Linked DNA regions of Mus musculus: all the other regions are linked to region 2. The links are chromatin contacts, called in public Hi-C and promoter capture Hi-C maps. All regions are on one chromosome and are shown on one strand. The core of a region is the stretch at or near the end of the contact, and the rest is flanking DNA. Distances in the headings are between cores, read along the strand shown.

Region 1 (2,700 bases), core at 75-2,574, 310 kb after region 2:
CTGATTAGCTTTCTCTCCACCCATACACAAACACATGCTATTAGATCTCTCCTCCCATGTATACACAAACATGCTGTTAGGTAAATAAGAGCCACCCAGAAAACTATTGATAACACTTGAAATTTTTTTTTCATTTTCCTTTTCTCTGAATGGTTTTAAGCACAAGTGCTTAAAAATGTTTTACAGTTTTGAATATGACTTCACCTGCCTCCACTTATCACATGATAACACTATTAAGATAAAATTCTATTAAAACTTTACCTTTATGGCTGCCAAGGATGTTCCACAACTTACTGAACCAATATTTTTTTTTTTTCTGAATGGCTTAGCAAGTTTCTCACATTTTGATCTTATTAAAGGCGGTAGCCATGCTATTTTCTGTCTCTGTTCATATGCTGCGTTTTCCTTTAGATGAGGTTTTAGAAAATGGAATTGAAGAGGGAGGTTTTTATGCTGAGACTTACTTCCTTCATGCCATACTGACCCCAGAACGGTACTTGGACTTCGGAAAGTCCCAGTCCCAGAGTTCTCAGCTCTTTTCCCTGCTTTAGCGGGTGCAGGGTGAGGTGTCTGTCCCACCCTTAACCCCCAGTTTCTCCCCTAGGTCAGAGGAAACATTTATAAAAACAAAACAGCAGAACCAAGAAACTAATTCTCCGGGCACGGAATTATTTGTTTTTCCCTCCTGTGATTCCAAGCCCAAACTAAGTCTTCACATCTACAAACCGATCCTTTTTATTAAGAAAAAGTAAAAGAAATCGCTCACGATCCGTTTGACTGGTGTTTCAACTTGCGGTCGGGAACTTAAATTTCGGAACTGCAAGTTGCACGACAAGTTCCTGATAAACAATTTAGTGTCCTCTTTCACACCTCTGTAGACGGCACCGCACCTTTCCTCCCGGGACAGCAGGTTCCCCGCCGGCGCCGCCCTGCACCTGCTGGAGCCACAGTTCGGACTCGGGACCGCGAGGGTCAATTTCTTAGGGCGACAGTCCCCGCGCCGCGGCGTTCTCGGTTACAGGGGCCACCCGCCCTTGAACTTGAAGCGCGTGGGACCGAACACTTGGCCGAGCTGGGGTGTTCGGGACAGAACGCCACCCCGAGCGGAGGCTCGCGGGCCGGAATGCCACCGCCGCTCGGCGTCCAGGCACCCGGCGGTCCCGCCTGTGCGCACTCACCTCCGCCGTACATCTGGCACAGGTAAGGGAAGCGCCACACGTTGCCCAAACCCACGGCGTAGGAGATGCAGGCGAACACGAACTGCAGCGGATGGCCCCACTGAGGCCGTGCCTTCTCCATGTCCCGAGCTCGCTGCTCCCCGTCAGGGCCTGGTCTCTGGCCGCCGCCGCTCGCCCGCCTTTTAATTGCTAATCTCATTAACGCGCGCGCGGGGCGAGGCCGGTGAGTGGGGAACGGTGAGCCCCACCCTAGCCTCGGCGGGCGGGGAAGGCGCCCCTCCTTGGCCCTGCGTGTGGACTTCAGAGCTCGGGGAAAGGATCATGTTTCCTCAACTTCTTACTGATTAATCGATGACAATACTATATGCCTGGCACTGCTGTGCTGCGGGAAGACACAGCAACCCCACCCCTCCAGGGCTCACATTCAGGTGGCGGGAACATTTAAATACCACGGAGTGACTCGTTCTTAACTTCTTTTGACCCACTGGGGTAATTTCCTTTAATTAATACCACCCAGTTCACCTAAGTCGGTGATGCAGGGGCAATTTAGGTAAAGCAGAGAGAGAGACAAGTCCTAGAGACAGACAGGGATCCAGGACTTCCCAGAGGAGAGATGACTTTTGCACAGAGAGGGTGGGTGTGGAGATTCAGAGGCAGATCACTCTCCTAGCACTTCTGAGACCCTGAGTTTGATCCTAGCACACATGGGAGACTTAAGGGTCTCCAACTACCGGCCCTTGCCTGCACCTGTAGTGTGGGCAGAATCAGGTTTTGAACAGCTGCCTTGAGGCCAATGGGAGTCAGAGATTCTCTTCCCTGGGCCAGGTGGAAACCCAAGAATTCTCATGTTTTTGCCAGTCCAACAAGAAGATATAAATGAACCTAACTCAGTAAAGTTTGGTACAGTGATGCAGGATCTGTTGTTTGCGTCTATATTCCACCACAGACTAAATTCTGTGACTTGGCAAGCCATTTAACATCTTTGACCTTGTTTCATCTGTAATAGAAAAAAAATCTGCCCCAACCTATCCTAGGACTTTTAACCTTAAAACAGTAAAGAAAGCAAAGTCACAACACAGTGGAAGAAACTCTAGATTCTTAAGCTTTAGTATATATATATATACTAAATATATATATTTCCTGCATCCTCCTATGTCTAGTTCCAGTCTTGTTGGTGGACATTTGTGTTGTCCAGTTTGTGGCTACTATGAATAGAACCAAAGTGAACATTCTAATATGGCAGGTAGATGGACTATTAGGAACTTTGGGACTATGTGCGGCATCAAAAAATATCAGTTCACATTCTCATTAATCCCAGCTGCTCTGCATCTTTACTGTCATTCCACAGACTGTTTTTTGTTTTAACAAAGCAAAACAAAAACAAGCATTTATTGGGACCAGGTGCCATGGCATGAGTGGAGGTCAGAGGTCAGAGCAAGTGGTCTTACCATCTTGCTGGCACTGCCATTCTGTTTTTAAAGTTCTGTCTAGATTTGTGACTTTGTGCTGATGGTTCAATTTA
Region 2 (2,700 bases), core at 67-2,566:
TATGGTATGTATTTACTTATAAGGGGATTTTAGGATTTTAGCCATTAAGTAAATGATAATCAAGCTACAATCTAGAAACAGAGAGGTTATGTAAAGAGGAGGGGTCTTGGGAGACATAGGAACCGACCTGGGAAGGTAGATTAGATTTTATGGGAGGATTGGGGGGGTGGGTGAGGATGGGAGGGGGTTGTGTGGGGGGAAAGAGTATGGGGAGAGTCAGCTGAAATTGAAGGAGGGCACTTCTGGGGGTGGGGGATGGGAAGCCAGTGCAGTGGAAACCTAGTGTGAACTGTATCAGGGCAATGGTGGCACAGAATTGGTTTCCAGGTGAGGTTTGATGCTGGTCTAGAACAACCTGGTGTTTTGAGCTTTAAATGATCAGGAGACTGTTTTTGTTGTCGTCGTTGAAGTCTTGGAAATGGACAAAAGCTTCCTATGTTTCCTGGGTGGCACACAGAATGAAGTTTTATTCTGTAGGAGTGTACACCCCTGCTGGTCTCCTTATGGACTGCATTGACCCATGTAAGGACAGAAACTAAGATGGAGATTATACATACAGTGACGGGATGGATTGTCTGTGAAGCTACAATTGATTTTAGCCCTGTAGGAAGAGATGGCACTCAGACATTGTTTCCCCCCTCCCCCCCCACCCCCCCGCTATTACTGGATAGCAACCATTTTGCACTATTTGCAAATCTCAGTACACTTCTCACATGTGGCCTTAAAAAGATTCTTCCTTTAAAAGATAGAGTGTAATTACACCATTGTTCCTTTGCAATTCCTTGATTTATTACAAGGCAAGAAGCTCTTGCTCCATGCAGTGCGTGCTGGGCGATGGGGCACATTAACCCCATAAGGAAGGAGGTCAGACAGCTTGTTTTCCTGTCAGTACATTTTGTTCCCCGCTCTACTCCGGGCTAGGTAATTCTCCTCCTGGGGCTAGAAGATCACCTGATATGATGGATGAAAAGTGCTTCAATCCTCACCAGGCCCATAATGGATCAAAAAGTCAGACAAGCCAGCCCAGTAGCAGCTTCTGTGACGCTGAGATTCAAACCCTGGCCTTGAACCACCCCAGAGCTCTTTTAACCACCTGTCACTTCATCCTTTAGCATCTCCCTCGTTTCTGTTCTAATTGTAAGACCGGGACAATCCGGTAAGCAGAATTTGTACCGATAGCAGGCGTAGAGGGCGAGGCCTGGGCGGGGTCAGCCCTGGGCGAGCAGCTTGGGGGCGGAGTCAGCGCTGTCTCTCCCGCATCTCGCCTTTCCCTCTTGGCTCCGCCTCTCCTGTCTGTGTCCGCGGCCTCCCCTTTCGATAAAGTTGTTGTTTTGCCAACATGGCGGCGCCCAGAGTGACTGGCTGGGTCTTGCTCGTGTAATGCTTGGGGAACGAGGCAGAAGGTAGCAGCTGGCCAGACAGAGCCTGAGCGCAGAAAGCCCCGCCTGGGGCTCAGGAAGACGAGAGACAAGCCCCGCTTAGCCCCCGGAGCTGAAGGTGCGGACAGGCTCGGGAGTCCCGGGACCTTGGAGTTTGACAAAATGGGAAAAGCTCCGAGATTCTAGTCTATAGGCTCTTTCAGCCATGGACCCTGTTGACAGCTCCGGACTCTTGCTCGGAGAACGCACATCTTCACATGGCTTTGTATTCGAATTCTCCTCTACTACTCACCTCCCCCCGGGTGCCTGGATCTTCTCTTCGGGGTTGGGGGTTTGGACCCAGAAAAGGACCATCAGTACTACATCTTTGGGGGACCCACAGTATTAATTAGGACCCGCAGGTCTTCACAAGTCGCCTGGATCTTAACAGGCTCACAGCTTACAGAGAAGGTGGAGTTCCAGATACGAAATAACTTGCCTGAGATCCTGCAGGAAATTAGAAGTAGCGTGTGTGTGTGTGTGTGTGTTTAACATTAGTATTTTACAAGACATGTCTGCTGACATTTGTGTTTTTAGAAGACATGTTTGTTGGGGTGAGGTGTGTGTTAACTTACTCGTTTTGTTTGTATCCACACCAACCTCTGCTAAAATGGCTGCTTTTGATGCCAGGAAGAGGCAATGCCTATTAAGACTTCAGTAGACAGGTACTTGAAATGGCCCAGAGCTGTGCCTAGTAAGTAAAAAAAGAACAGAAGATGGTTGAAATCTAAAAGTTCTGTAAATTCATAGGCATGAGCACAGACAATTTGTTCTTAGTCTCTTCCCCTAGTGGAGAGTCTGAGGGTGATCTTGGACCTATGCCTAAGGGTTTGGGGTTTATTTTTATTTTTTATTTTGCATTGCTCAGGATGGAACCAATGGCCTCAAACAGTGTCAGGGAATTACTCTACCACTAAGCTATATCTCCAGCCCCCACATTTACAGTATTTACTTGTTTTATTTTGTTTTTGGTGCTGGGTATTGAACTGATGTGCTGAGCATCTGTTTTATATATCTAGTCTTTGGATTTTCTTAACAAATCTGCTTTTGTTTTAAGACTTGTTTTTAATTGTGTGTGTGTGTGAGTGTGGGTGCCCATATAGGCCAGAGGCATCAGATCTTCCTGAAGCTGGAATCATAGGCATTGTGAGTCACCCACTGTGAGTGCTGGGGACCAAACGGGGATCCTGTACAAGAGCGGTGTGCTCTCTTAACTGCTGTGCCATCTTTCCTGCCTCTTCTTTATTTGTTTGTTTAAAGACAGAGTCTCGCTGTATAGCCC
Region 3 (2,700 bases), core at 85-2,584, 480 kb before region 2:
TCATGCTACCTCGCATGGTTCCTCCTCAGACCCAGGTTTCTCCTTTAATAAACCCTCATAGGAGGTCCCCCTCTTTGAGGGGCCCCTACCTCAGCATTCCTGTTATAATTATTCCCCAGATACAGATGACCACCACTCCCAGGGTTGTACTACGAAATAGAAGGATGCTGGACCTCCTGACAGCAGAACAGGGTAGAGGGGGAAGCTCGTGTCATCCTGGAGTAAGAATGTTGTTTCTCTGTAAATGAATTGAAATTGGTTGAACAAAATATTAAGACCCTTTGTATTAGATCATTATATCATGTGATATATATATATATATTTTACTAACCTGTGAATCAAAAAAGCAAGCAGTAAGCATCACACCTTACACACAAAGAATCAGGGCCACAGATTGTGCTATTTGAGCCCATAAATGTGTATTTTATAAATCCAAAGCACAGGAATAAAAGTATTTACAAAACTATAATAGTTAAAGAAATTTCAATAAAGAAAGTCATAACAAATTTGAATTCTCAGAGAATTGTCCTCTGAGAGGGACCTACCCTTTTATAGTAAATAAAGTTCTCCATCTTGTTAGATAGCAAACTTTATAACACAATTAATCCTTCCTGAGACTGGCACTTTGAGGTGAGATGACCTCAGAGATAAATTTAGGGTAAAAGAGCCAAGGAAAGAACACCCTGACCCAGACTTGACCCCTAGACCCCAAGAAACAGTTCCACCAATCCCTGAGTTTGCCCCAAACTCTGACTAGAATCCCACAAATCCCAGACTGCCCCAGAAGTCCCATCCCTCACTGAAACCTATATAAGGCCTGCCTTCTCCTCAGTTCCCCCTGCTCCTTGCCTGAGCAGAGGCAGCCACTCTTCTGGGTTTTCCCTTCCGATAAATCTATGTGAGATTTGTTGTGTGGTGTGACTTTGTGGTATTCCTTGACTCCCGATTGCCAGGGTACCTTTCCCAGGAAAGCTGTAACACTTACATCGGGGGAACCTTTGCCTGCTCAAGCAGAACTGTACAGTTGCGGGAACCTTCCCCTTAATGGAACCGAGCTGTAACACAATTAGGAATTGGGCTCTAATTGTATAGGGCATCATCAGGGACAGGCTGGTCTGTCAAAGTCTGATTGTTGGAAAGTATGGCTTTGCTTTTTTTGACCTTTTTATGTCAAGAGTGAGGTCTCTGGAATCTGAATGACTCTAAGTTCAGCATGACACCCTCTTGTGCCCCAGATGTTCCCTGGGTAAAAAAAAATCTTAGCGTTCAAGATTATTGCTCACCTTGGCAACCAAGACTTCCGGAATCCAGGAGGTACCGGAAGTGATGCTCTCATGCTTCCCGTCCCGCCGTCGTTGCCATTTCCTAGTGTCCTGGAGGTGTGTGGGGCCGTTGAGCCGTCACGCATGACGGTGGCGACGCGGTGGAAAGTGCGGCCCGCACTCGGGCCGCGACGCGGGCGGTGCCGGGGTGCTTACCCGAGGCGGAGCCGCGTCGTCCTCGTGTTGTGGTCGCTCGGCTTGGGGTCGGCTCGAGTTGTTGGCTCCCGTGCGTCAGCGCTGCACGGGGCAGACGCGGCCAGGTGAGCGGCTACCGAGGCAGGACCGTGACTCTGGAGTGAGCCCCACGCGAGCTCGCAGATTAGACGTGCAGCGAGACCTGCCGCTTAGCACTCGGCACAGTAAGGACCGCAGGAAAGTGTCCTGTGCTCTTGTGTACTCTCGGAGAGTTCACAGATTACTCCATCTGTCTTAAAAACAAAACAAAACAAAACAAAACAAAACAGGCTCAGAGGAAAATGTCTAACCCTGGGGTCTCCAGTGCCTGATATCTGATATCTCAAACCACGGCACACATCCTAGTTGCCCCAGAGGATCTGGTTTTCAAATGGCATGCATAAACGGAAAGGAAAATGGCTTTTCCCAAATTTTGTCCACTAAACTAACCACATTCGTGTAACATATCTCTCTCCCTGTGTAACACATATGCACGCGTGCAGGACTGGGAAGCAGTCCTGCCTTTTGAATCTTCGCAGGAAACAGAGCCCTGAGTAAACTGCAAACAATTGCATTAAGAGAAGTGATCCAACAGAGTTATGGGTGGAGAGTAGTCCGTGGGATTACTGAAGCTATAAACAGTGGTATGCCCGGAGAGACCAGAAAGTTAAAGTTAAGTTCCAAGTTAAGTAGAAAAGACTTCCAAAAGTTTTAATACTAGTTCCTCCCTTTGGGTGACCCTCCAGTAGTTTAGAGGCCATGACTGGTGAGTTCCTCATAAACAGTTGAAGTACACTGTTATAGTATGAGGTACAGCAAGGGAAATGAGCCATTGTTTTATATCTGGGGAAAGCAGGAAAATATCCTTCAAGAGAGGTGTTATTTATTCGGAGTCTTGACACTTGATTAAGAGTTTGTCAGAAATGACGGGAAAAAACAGGGAAGGTGCAGACAGGTAAAGTGTGGTCCCCACCCCCTTATTTGTAAAGTGTTAGCCCCAAACTTTAGTACATCTTTACCAGCTGAGTTTTGAGCCTCCACTCCCAGCACAAGTTTATGAAAAAATTAAAGATAAATCCTATTTGAATTTCAGTGCTTACTACAGGACATATTAAATAGTTAAATCATTTAGTATTTTCTTTAACATCCAGTTTCCTTGTATACCCTGCTTTGGAGGCCATTGATGTCCTTTTAATTTGGGTAC
Region 4 (2,700 bases), core at 195-2,694, 350 kb after region 2:
TCAGACCTGGTTAGAGAAGTTTCTCTGTGCAATGGATGGTGGCTACCACACAGCTCACAGCTTTTAGGTACAGAGAATAAATAGGCTTAGCCACAACTAAGATATACACTCAGGAGGCAGAGGCATAGATAGGCAAAGGCAAGTGAATCTGAGTTCAAGGTCAGGCTGGACTACAGAGAGGATTCCAATATAGACAGGACTAAACAGAGAAACCCTGTCTTGAAACAGCAACAACAAAAACTGTCTTCTAGACATGACAGAACTGCTGGCCTAGAAACTCACAACTGTGGTCACCTGCACAAAGGTGCCAATCAACAATCCAGCACAGAGACGGGGAGGGGTTTATGAGATCGCACTTCTAGCTGAGCAGTTACTGACGGCTGAAGATTTATGAAGGGCAGAGAGACAGTTTCTTTTAAGAGTGTGGCCCAAGGAAGGTGATGGTCCCACACACATGAGTATATGTGCAGCATAAATTGGACTAGGTAGGCTTAAAAAAAACAGGACAGGAAGTAAACAATAATTCTGGAAGATGCTAGGGGATTTAAAATACATTGTATGAATGTATAAAATCTTTAAAGGATAATTTTTTTTAAAAAAGAGTGAGCTTATTGCTTAAAGTGTTTATTTTATGTGCATTGTTTGACAAATCATCTACACCCGGTTTCCAAGTGTTATCACAATGACATAAAAGAGTAAGAACACAAACAAGTACTAACTTTTTTGTGAAGCCACTAGCGTAATTTTTTTTTTTTTTTCGTTTTTGACATCAGAAGCAGGACCAGTTCCTAGCTCAGGATGGTTTAAGAAATGGTCTGTTTTGTTTAGATGTATACAAAGTGACACTTACTAGGAATTGATTGCTGGGATATGTCAGCAACCCACTTGAGCTTCACTTTCAATAACTTCTCTATGCCCAGCTATTTAAATTAATTGTACGATGAAAGGTTGGATGGACTGGCGTTTTCGCTTCAGTTTTATCTGTCTCAAAGTAAGCCCGAACTCTAATACCCAAATGGTCGTCAGACGTCCAAACAAAGAAAACAGCACCGATAATTAGTCAGTTGTAAAATCAGGTGCTTCAGAAAATTAGATTCAACCAAGTTCACACAGAAAGTTGGAACCAGCCCGTCATTCTTCACCCTGGCAAATGTGTGCGGCTGTGTCGGCCAGGGCTTCCCAGACCACAGCCAAGGACGAGGCGACAAGGCCGGAGGAAGGCTTCAGCAAGAAGCTGTCCCCGCGGCTCGGCCGACGTGACTCCCTCCCCGGCGAGGCCCCGCTCGCTCGCTCGCTCGCTCGCCCTCCGCACCCCGGCTGGGCCTCTCCCGACCAGGACACTCACCATGGTGGCGGCGGATCCGACAGGAAACAGGGAGGCCGGCACCGGGGCCTGAGGAACGGAGGTTGTTTAGAAGCCGCGCGTTGCCAATGGGAACGGAGACACGTGGGCCCTCGCTTGCACGCTATCATTGGCTCTCAGTGTCACGTGACGGATGATGTTGCGTAACTGGCTAATTTCCGCGGGTACATTGGCTTTGAGATCCGGAAGTCCCACCTTTTCTTGCCACGCTAACCTGGGGCGGTGCCTGCCGTTGCCAATGGCAACAGAGAAATTTCCGGTCGGGGGTGGGGGGGGGGAGCTGAGCAGCGCCTTAGGTGCCAGCGTGTTTGCCTACAATCAGGACAGAAGTTGGGCTTTGGCACCGGGATCCAGAGCTGGTGGTTCCAGACCTCTGAGAAGAACAGGCTGAGTGAACAGGGCTTCAGCGTGACTGCATCCGGCTATCAAGCTCATGCTGGCCCTGGTGCACGCCCTTCCTCCATCTGCATTGTTTTATAACGCTGGCAGAAGAGAATAACTTTACCTTTTTGGAAAAAAAATGTGCAAAAACATAGGTTTATATAGAGTAGTGAATTAGAGAGACAAACACTAGATTCGCCAGGAGAAGGTTGTGGAATAACGTCCTGATCTCCCTGGCGGAAGTTTTCACTTATGAAGTCTAACTTGAGTCATTAGAATCTTCAAGTTTTGGGATAGGTAAAGATCCTTTCCAAATCTGTTGGTGATCTTTTTGTCTTATTGACGGTGTCTTTTGCCTTGCAGAAGCTTTGCAATTTTATGAGGTCCTATTTATTGATTCTCGATCTTACAGCGCAAGCCACTGCTGTTCTATTCAGGAATTTTTCCCCTGTACCCATATCTTCGAGGCTTTTCCCTACTTTCTCCTCTATAAGTTTCACTGTCTCTGGTTTTATGTGAAGTTCCTTGATCCACTTAGATTTGACCTTAGTACAAGGAGATAGGAATGGATCAATTCGCAATCTTCTACATGATAACAGCCAGTTGTGCCAGCACCATTTGTTGAAAAATGCTGTCTTTTTTCCACTGGATGGTTTTAGCTCCCTTGTCAAAGATCAAGTGACCATAGGTGTGTGGGTTCATCTCTGGGTCTTCAATTCTGTTCCATTGGTCTACTTGTCTGTCGCTATACCAGTACCATGCAGTTTTTATCACAATTGCTCTGTAGTACAGCTTTAGGTCGGGCATAGCAAACACAGAAGTGGATGCTCACAGTCAGCTATTGAATGGACCACAGGGCCCCCAATGGAGGAACTAGAGAAAGCACCCAAGGAACTAAAGGGAACTGCAACCCTATAGGTGGAACAACAATATGAACTAACCAGTACCCCGGAGCT

Evidence for each region. Promoter capture Hi-C pulls out the DNA fragments that hold promoters and counts their contacts. Hi-C and Micro-C count contacts between places; a contact is called where the count stands out from the background. Capture Hi-C pulls out chosen DNA fragments and counts their contacts.
Region 1: a promoter capture Hi-C map of erythroid cells shows a contact between it and region 2, with 4 times the contacts expected there. The contact joins the promoter of Slc6a20a here to the promoter of Lars2 in region 2. A contact is called at or near these places in 3 of 39 promoter capture datasets (erythroid cells, hematopoietic stem and progenitor cells and hippocampal neurons), 1 of 115 datasets of contacts at active chromatin or transcription factors (embryonic stem cells) and 1 of 9 other capture datasets (adipose tissue).
Region 3: a contact with region 2 is called in a promoter capture Hi-C map of adipose tissue. The contact joins the promoter of Zkscan7 here to the promoter of Lars2 in region 2. A contact is called at or near these places in 2 of 484 Hi-C or Micro-C datasets (both in CD4 T cells) and 2 of 9 other capture datasets (adipose tissue and liver).
Region 4: a Hi-C map of uterus shows a contact between it and region 2. The contact joins the promoter of Lztfl1 here to the promoter of Lars2 in region 2. A contact is called at or near these places in 1 of 39 promoter capture datasets (stem cell-derived epiblast-like cells), 2 of 484 Hi-C or Micro-C datasets (muscle stem cells and uterus), 2 of 115 datasets of contacts at active chromatin or transcription factors (astrocytes and embryonic stem cells) and 1 of 9 other capture datasets (adipose tissue).

Annotation. Positions count from the first base shown.
Region 1 is chr9:123,677,508-123,680,207 of GRCm38.p6, forward strand. It overlaps Slc6a20a (solute carrier family 6 (neurotransmitter transporter), member 20A), which reads right to left and starts at 1,325. Exons shown (of 11, transcript NM_139142.2): 1 at 1,179-1,325. The coding sequence starts at 1,299.
Region 2 is chr9:123,365,611-123,368,310 of GRCm38.p6, forward strand. It overlaps Lars2 (leucyl-tRNA synthetase, mitochondrial), which reads left to right and starts at 1,317. Exons shown (of 21, transcript NM_153168.3): 1 at 1,317-1,497.
Region 3 is chr9:122,885,484-122,888,183 of GRCm38.p6, forward strand. It overlaps Zkscan7 (zinc finger with KRAB and SCAN domains 7), which reads left to right and starts at 1,335. Exons shown (of 6, transcript NM_001177505.2): 1 at 1,335-1,582. It also overlaps a transcript of Zfp445 not described here.
Region 4 is chr9:123,716,181-123,718,880 of GRCm38.p6, forward strand. Lztfl1 (leucine zipper transcription factor-like 1) reads right to left here and starts at 1,445. Exons shown (of 10, transcript NM_033322.3): 1 at 1,346-1,445. The coding sequence starts at 1,348.